Linked DNA regions of Mus musculus: region 2 is linked to region 1. A link is a contact called in public HiChIP or PLAC-seq data. All regions are on one chromosome and are shown on one strand. The core of a region is the stretch at or near the end of the contact, and the rest is flanking DNA. Distances in the headings are between cores, read along the strand shown. Region 1 holds the start of Csrp2 (cysteine and glycine-rich protein 2). Region 2 holds the start of Osbpl8 (oxysterol binding protein-like 8).

The links. HiChIP or PLAC-seq counts read pairs in DNA pulled down with a chosen protein or histone mark.
Region 2: a contact with region 1 is called in an HNF4G HiChIP or PLAC-seq map of pancreatic cancer cells. The contact joins the promoter of Osbpl8 here to the promoter of Csrp2 in region 1. A contact is called at or near these places in 1 of 484 Hi-C or Micro-C datasets (embryonic stem cells), 2 of 115 datasets of contacts at active chromatin or transcription factors (memory CD8 T cells and pancreatic cancer cells) and 2 of 9 other capture datasets (adipose tissue and liver).

Annotation. Positions count from the first base shown.
Region 1 is chr10:110,917,806-110,922,105 of GRCm38.p6, reverse strand. It overlaps Csrp2 (cysteine and glycine-rich protein 2), which reads right to left and starts at 1,930. Exons shown (of 6, transcript NM_007792.4): 1 at 1,852-1,930.
Region 2 is chr10:111,162,278-111,166,577 of GRCm38.p6, reverse strand. It overlaps Osbpl8 (oxysterol binding protein-like 8), which reads right to left and starts at 1,776. Exons shown (of 24, transcript NM_175489.3): 1 at 1,382-1,776.

The DNA.
Region 1 (4,300 bases), core at 681-3,180:
CTTGTACTTAGGCATTCCTTACACACACACCCTACCCAGACACACCCTTTCCCTCTCCCCCACCACCCCAGCAAGGATGCTATTAGACCTATTTCACAAGGCTGAGACCAGAGAGTGTTAACGTGTTAGGGGCACCAAACCAAGGGGTACTGACTTGGGAGTGACACTCTAGACTTGATTTCTGCCCTCCCATGTTACACCTCCTCTCCCTTAGAGGGTCCCCTATGTCCATCTCATTCATCCCTCTCATTTGTAACAGAAGGAAAATGGAAACCAAAGGCTTGAGCTCTCAAAGCTATGTATTGACAGAGTTATGCCTGGACCTAGTATCCTGTCCCCCTACTTGATACCAACATTTATGCTATCTTTTAATAAAGATACAATTTCCCTCAAGTCCAAGACTGTGCAACTTCACCAGGATGGCCCTCCAATCAGTACTGATTTTAGCATGCTCTTGAGCATATTCCATATCAGCCAAAAATTTTCAAACAAGATTGGGAGGAATCTGTTAACAATTTATGGTGTTAAAAAAAAAAAAAAAAAACACCACGTTGGCTGAAATCTGTTAATAAATATCTACTGCTCCCCACAACGGGGCCTTGTCTGTTCCCGCCTTCTTTATTCAGTTAACAAGCACCGAGGTGTGCTCCAACATATTCAAGATAACTAAGCAAACAGTGTTCCAGAGACTCATGGGATGTATACGTCTATGGCAACCTGGCTATAAAAAGTGGGGTCAAACAGCCTTGAGGAGTAATGAAGGAATTATCAGTAACAATTACAAGGCAATGGCAGAGAATAGGGTCCCAAATGTCACTTGTATGCAGTGTTGAGATTGTATGAGTCTCTCTTTTGAAATCTACCGTTTAAATCTTTCTTGAAGAATCTGGGTACAAGAATCACTTCCTTTTTGGATTCTTTGGTTTTATGTAAGTAGAGATTAAGCACGCATTGAAAAAGTCAATAATTTAACTATTTTCGCTGCCCAAGTTAAAAAATTACTACACCCAGCCCCCCCCCCGCCCCGAACTGAAAAGCATTTAATAAAGTAAAAATGTATGCGACTCAAACAAAACAGGTCAAACCAAATATTTACTCAAAAAGTAATCAGGTAAACAAATAAAGTTCAAAGTCCTGGCTTCCAAGGGGGCAGAAGTTTCAAGAGCTCTCCCCTCACCTCACCCCTTACCTCACGGATGCCTATAACTATTATCTAGCTCTGAACCCATACTGTGACTTTTAGGACCTGTTGCAGAATTTCAGAACCAAGCAATGCTGTATCCTTGTTTGTACTTTAAAGGTAGAAAGCACCAGGAAAAGCTAGGAATGTTCAACTAGAATTTCACTATGGTTCCTTCTGTGCCGGGTGGGCAGAGACCACCGAACAAAGGCGATGGCCAGGAGCTCCGTTTCGCCACAGGAGAACTGGAGCTCAGAGGGTATGGAGACGCCCACCACCCCAGAGTACCCACCCAATTCCCGAGAAGGTCGTCAGGGCTGGGCAGACACACCCTTGGGGCACTGGAGCCCCGAAGCCTCTAACCCCTCCTACCCGAAGGGGAGAATCAGCCCTGGGAGGGAGCCTGGGGCTACAAAAAGAGGCATTGGCGGCCACGAGAAACTCCCAGCTCGCCTCTCTCCCAGAGAACAGGATGGAAAATTAAAGGTCACAGGGGATGATTTACCTGCCCCAAGGACATGAGGTCCCAGGGCAGGGATGGTCTGGGGGCGACAGCAGGTGTGCTAGTGGACCCCGCATTGGGGCAGAAGTGAGAGGACGGGTGGAAGCATAGTCAGGAGCAGGGGTGGAGATGACAGGGACCGCGGGGCTGCAGGCTTCCTAGGACTCACCCGAGTGGGAGGAGGGAGCACGCGGCGGGCGGAGCTAACGAGGTCTGACCGAGGAAAGCCGCGGGCGGATCCGGAGACTGGCGGGAGCGCGTGTGCCCGCTTTTAAAGACTTATGTTGGGCGTGGCCTTGTTCGCCACGCCCATCATCGGTCATGCCCCTCGGGGTGTGCGATGGTCTCCGCCCGGCCCGCTGAGCTGGGCTCCCGCTGCGGGTTTCGAGCTCTGGCCCCGAGACAAAAGACCGGAATCCCGCCTCTTCCTGCGGCTTCCCGCGCGTCCGAGTCTCCCACCGTCTCCGGCTGCTCCTACCCGCCGGTCCCGGGACGTCCGGAGCACTCAGGATCGGCCCGGAGCCAGCGAGATCCGGTGTCGCCCCGTGGGATTCCCGCCACCCTTTACTGCACAAACGCCATATGTTAGCCTCCGGGGTGCAGGACTCCCCGGTGCAGGATAGTCTCTGGTCAGAATCCCGGCTTCTGGAATCCGCAGCTTTCCTGTCGCGAAAGAGCTGCATTCCTCATCTAGACTAAACAAATGACGTTATGAAAACACCTCATTCCCCAAGTGTTTTGCTTTCCCCCACCACTCTTTGCTGAGGGGGGAAGAAACCCACAACCCACGCAGAAACCCTGGCGCCAAAAGGCTTCGGGTTTCAGTTTGCAATTGTTTGCAGTTGTCCGAAAAGTCCAGGGATGTCTCGCCGGCGAAGACAGCAGAAAGGACCTAAAATCTGGGCTTGAGGTGACATATTATTGTTCTAGACAAAAAGCAAAATAATGTCATCTCTATCTGGTTTGTATTCTAGGACATTTGGTGATCCACTTCTCTGTCATCAGTAGTGGGTTGCCCTAAGAATTAGTATTTGAAGAGTGGTGACCTCCACGCCGCAATAGGCAGCGACCAAAACTACTCCCCTCTGTCACAAATCGATCACCCCTTTCATCCAGGCGCAACATCATGCTGTTAATAGCCTAGTTCTTTGGTGGGGGTTAGGATGACTTTAACTGATAGATGCCAGTACCCTCGCGTTGCGACAATAAAAAATTTCCCGCTTACGTTGCCAAAGGCCCTGTTAGGGGGGGTAGGAGGAGGCAGAGTTGAGGAAGGCCCCTCCGGTGACAAAGTACAGGCCTGGTTTATGCCTTTTTATGTCGTATGCTGGGCCCAATCCAAAATAAGCTCGTAATTGCAGCCAGATTCTCTGTCCACCAAGGACTGTTGAAAAACAGTGCAAGTAGTGATTGACATCTCCCCCAGATTGCGGCAGGAGTTTGAAAGCATGGGTGCCTGCTGTGAGCTTTTCTAAATACCAGCAATTCTTACATTCACGATTCCGATCTGTTTGCTTTACCTCCGCAGCTTGCTGCACTTCTTACGGGAGGGGCTTCTGGTTTGTTTTCACTGAAGGAAGCAGGGTAGTTCATGTTCCCTTTTTTTCAGCAAGCGATTGTCCTTTTTCTGCTACTCCTGAGGTCCACTAGAGTTTCTCTGAGGAAGGGGCCTAAGGACTGGACCTGTTGTTTTTCTGTCAAACTATCTGTCCCTACAGTCTAAGGTCAAAACTTATCATGTGTAGCAAAGCTATTTATGGAAGTTGTGGTGGGTTTGAACGAAGACGGCCCCATAGGCTCATAGGAAGCGGCACTATTTGAAGGTGTGGCCATTTTGAGTGGGCGTGGCCTCTTTAGAGGCAGTGTGTCATTGGGGGTGGGCTTTGAGGTTTCAGAAGCGTAAGGTCCAGTGTGTCTCTTTCTTCCTGCTGCCTGCCCACCAAGATGTAGAATTCTCAGCTGTCTCTCCAGCCTCACAGCCTGTGTGCTGCTATGTTCTCCGCCACGATGATAATGGACTAAACCTCTGAACTGTAAGCCAGCTCCAATGAACTATTTTTCTTTATAAGACTTGTGACAGGAGCTGGTGAGATAGCTCAGTGAGTAAGAGCACTGACTGCTCTTCTGAAGGTCCTGAGTTCAAATCCCAGCAACCACAATGTAGCTCACAACCATCTGTAATGAGACCTGACGCCCTCTTCTGGAGTGTCTGAAGACAGCTATAGTGTACTTACATATAATAAATAAATAAATCTTAAAAAAAAAAAAGACTTGTAACATCTTTTCACAAAAATAGAAACCCTAAGACAAAAGTAGTTCTGTTGTCTGTTCTCTGTATATATTTCAGTAAACCCGGGACTGGTGTACATTGATTTTTTTTAAATGTATTTGTATTTAACTATCAATATTTTAAAATATCATTTACTTATTTAAATGTTTAAAGTCGGAATTTCAGTTGTGAATGTGAATAAGTTCTTTTAGCTTTTAAAATAGAAATGGTAGTGAGAAAAGGTGTGACTTTTGGCTAGAACACGTGGTCTCAACACTCAGCTCCGCAGTGTGCCAGCTTGGTTCTGAAACAGCCTCGCAGGCAGTGATTCTCGACCTTCCTAACACTG
Region 2 (4,300 bases), core at 527-3,026, 240 kb before region 1:
CTATCCCCTTTGCTAACACTTTGAACAAGCACACTGCAGTCATTCTTGCTACCAAAAGACAGAGTACATACTTGCTACCCAAAAGAAAGAGCAACATGTTAGAAATTAGTTGGTCTTTTAATAGAGTGCATTTTAAATTGCATGGCCTTTCCCTTCCTTTTATAAAACCTGTTTTTATAAAACCAGCATTTTAATAATCTCACTGCAAAACAGGTTCTAGCAAGCACAGCAACTGATCCCAGTCTCTCGGCATGATCAAATTTAGATGAAACCCCAGGGGAAGAGAGAGCGTAACAAGCAATTTACCTATACCTCAATTGTTCTCTGGAATTCTTCAAGAGGCAAAAACTATTTTAAATGGTTATCTTGAAAGACCTTTAATTGCACTAATTTGGGGCTGCACTAATTTGAGGTTGTTTACAGTGAAATTACTTTGAAGAATTCCCTGCTAACCCAAGGTATTCTAATACTACTGTTACTTAAGTCTTCCAGCAGCAAAAAGGCACAAACTTCATTAAGTTATTGAAAGCAGATATGCTATCGTCAGATAAGTGTTCCCATCTGTTTAGAGACGAACCCAAGTTAACTTATTTCAGACGGCATTTAGTTAAAATGAAATTAGGTTATGTTTCACGACGCAGATGTCGCTCACAAAGAAGTGTTAAATGACTTTAGTGAATGGAAAATCTGCATCTACTGTTGCTTCGCATCAGCCGGTCTTGAGTGGGTTGCTCAATGAAGCAAAAGCATGCTCCATATGAAACTCCCTGGAACCTGATTACACTCTCCACAGCTTAGCCGCAAACAAAACGTAAAAAAAAAAAAAAAAAAAGTGCAACGAAGACACCGCCTTTTCTCCAGTGTGGCAAGAAGGCCAACGGAGCTGAGGTTTAAGGAACACCGCGACAGTCTCTGCAAAGGCGGGTGCGGTCCGCCTGCGAGCGGCACAACCTCTTCAGGGGCTGTCACAGGAAAACCCCAAGCCTTGCCTTAACCGCCCGGGGCGACAAAGCGCCAGGTTTTCACCCCCTGCGCGGGGGGCTTCCGGCGAGCCCCGGCGTCGCCCTGTCAAACTTCGGGAGGGGCAGACACACTCGGGACCCGGAACGCCGCCGAGCCGCCCCCGCCCCCATCCCAGGTCCCCACTGGGCTTTGTACCGCTGCAGACGCACCTACCGCGGGCCCCAAAAAACACGCCACCCCCGCCAGCCCTGCCAATCTCCCTCTCAGAAGGGACAAAGGAGAGGCAGGAGGGGAACTCGCGGCGCGGGGTACCCACGAGTGCCCACAGCCCGAGCTCAGAACGTAGGACTGAGGGACTACAGTCACCCCAAAAGGCACGACTCCGCTGCTCCCCAACACCGGGCTGAGCGCCACTCACCGATGCGGAGCCCCAGAGGAGGCGGCCCGCAGGGAGCAGGCTTCCGTGGGATCACAGGGACGCCGGAGTCCGGGGCCTTAGTGTCCGGTGGGACCCCCCCTCCTCAACTTCTCTCGGCTGCGGTCGCCCGCGGGAACTGAGAGCCAGCCCGGACGGAGAGCACAGGCGAGCCGCGGCGGGGGCTCGGCCCGGAGCGGCGAGCGAACTCGGGCTCCTCCGCCCGCGGGCCAGGGCGGAACCTCTTCCTTCTCTACCGCTACCGCTCTCGGCGGTGGCCGAGTCGAACGCCGCTGCCGCCCCGGCTGCCGCTGCCGCTGCCGCTGCCGCTACCACCGCCGCCCAGCTGGGAGCGCGTCGCAGCAGAATGCTGTCATCCGCCCTGACACCGCCTTTCTGGGCGCCGCGAGCCGCCACCAGCCTTCACATCCCAAGGCCCGCCCCTCTCGCAGCCCCGCCCCCAGCCCGGGCCTGGGCCACGCCCCCTTCCCGTCACGTGACGCCGCAAGGAGGCGGTCCCCGGGTAGCTTCTGCTGGGCGGGCGCGCAGAGGCAGCTGCTGGCAGCTCGTGGTGATGGCGAGCTGTCATGTCACCTCCCCTCCGCTCCCCTCCCCGCCCTCGAGGTTCCCTCTCAGGAAGCCCTGGGGTGGAGGGCCGGCTACCCGCAGGTCTCTGAAGTGCTCGCTGGGCAGGACCCGCCTCCCGACCTCTGGCCGGGCCCACAGAGGAGGCTGCCAGGAGAAATTGGGGCTTGAGAAGCAGCCAGGAGTCCCTGCTGCCTAAGTTCCAATGACACGTTCACTGTGGTGTCTCATTAGCTGTTGGCCTCACAGGAGGTTTGAGATGTAGACTTCAGTCACGCTGGGATGAAAATAGCCTAGCAGGCTTTCTTGTTATTGTTCCTAGTCATGTTCAGAATCCTGGGTGCCAGCTTTTACAGTCATGAAGTTTTACAGTGAGGTTGGTGACGGTTTTAGCGACGTGGCAAGTTGATAGTACCTCTCAATTTGAACAGAAAGCCTAATTTAACTCTTCGGATTTTGTTGTTGTTGTTGTTGTTTTGTACCTCAACTCTTGGCTTTTTTTGTTTTTTGTTTTTTTAACCATGACCCCAGAAATCCCTCCCCATCCTGTGGAGAGGAAAGGGGCAGAACTCATCACTGGAAGAAAGCCAGTTACAATACAGAAGAAGAGAAAAGCGACCTAACAGTGCAGAAGGAGGAATGAGCTGCCTCTAACAAGGCCATTCTCTACGATAAAAATTCAATTCCTTATTCCTTTATCCTTCTACTCTGGAACCAAGAATTTTTTTTTTAACTTTACACAATTTCCATTACATTTCTTGACAGGAAATCAGATGACATTCTGATCGTTTGGATACTTAAGTAGGCCATAGGATTCTGCCTGTTACTGATGTATTTCATAGCAGCTCTAAAAAATTTGCAGACGTGGCCATTTTGTTGCCCAAAGAAAGAGCAATTTACTGCTCAGTTAAATAATGCCAGGCCGCTGATCTTTAAAACACATCTTGATGCAGCTATGTTAACATTTGAAAAACAATTAGATTTTGTCATGAAGGACTGTTCCAATGAGGGAAAGATTCTGCCACATTCTTCTGTTAAGAAACCTAAGAAATTATATTTGTATTTTACATAAACATAAGGGAAGTTTATTGTTTTCTTGTTTTGTTTGTTTTTCTTGCTTGATTGTTTTGTTTTGTTTTGTTTTTCAAAGAGACAGGGTTTCTCTGTGTAACCCTAGATGTCCTGGAACTCCTTCTGTAGGCTATGCTGGTCTCAAACTCACAGAGAGCTGCCTGGCTCTCTCCTTTCTGAGTGCTGAGGCAGTGCAAGGCAGGAAACATTGTTATGTGATGGCGGTAACGTTCCAGTTTATCAGCAGATTGAAATGTCACTTATCTGAAGCAATGCTGTTTTTTTCAGACTAACAAAAGCCAATGTCATTTTTTAATGAATTGGGTTTTAATGAGATATAATCTAAAAGATAAGAATGCATAATATCTAAACCAAGCAATAATCAGTTCGTGGGAGGCTGGAGAGATGAGGCAGTCAAGAGTACCTGTTCTTGCAGGTCCTGGTTTCTATTCCCAGCACCCATGTGCTGGCTGGTGGGTCCAGGAAATCCCACCTCTTCTGACCCCCTCAGGCACAGGGCATGCACATGCAAGCAAAACACCCGTACACATAAAATAAATCTTTTTTAAAAGTTACCTTGTGAGTAGCTGGCCATAACAGCCCATCTCTGTAGAGTTTAAGACCAGACTGTTCTTTCTACATAGCAAGTTCAGGACTACATAGACTCCTAGAGAGACCCTGTATTTAAAAACAAATAATCAGGGTAAAAGTATGTCCCTTGTTGTTATTTAAATTGTATTTCTTACTGTGACCTGCAGTTAAATATATTTAAACAATTTTCCTAGAATATTAGATAACAAGAAAAATATACCTTCTTGGCTGTTTGGCTGTTTCCTTTGCTTTCACCCTGAGAATTGAAATTGAAGATTGCAACAAAGGAGGCGGCAAATTGCTTTGCCTAATTCCCTTCTGCCTCAGCCCCAATTTCTTCAATTGGCCTTTGAAAATCTGGCCATTTCTGCAGTGTAAAAGAGGGTATGAGCAATAAAGAGACCTACATTAGAGACGTAGCTAATTAGATATGTATCTAGATAAATTACTGTACCGCCAGTTCTGATAAGAGTCGGGCTTTTGACTACAAACTCATTAAGGAGTGGTAGCTTCCCCACCCCACCCCACCCCACCCCACCCCCATCCGTATACTAAGGATTACACAGATTCCTGACAGACTAGTTGTAGCTTTTTAGTTTCACTTAAAAAGAGAAAAAAGAAAAGAAAGTGAGGTGAACTAGGAGGGTCTCAAGAGTTTAAGTCACATAGTGACTA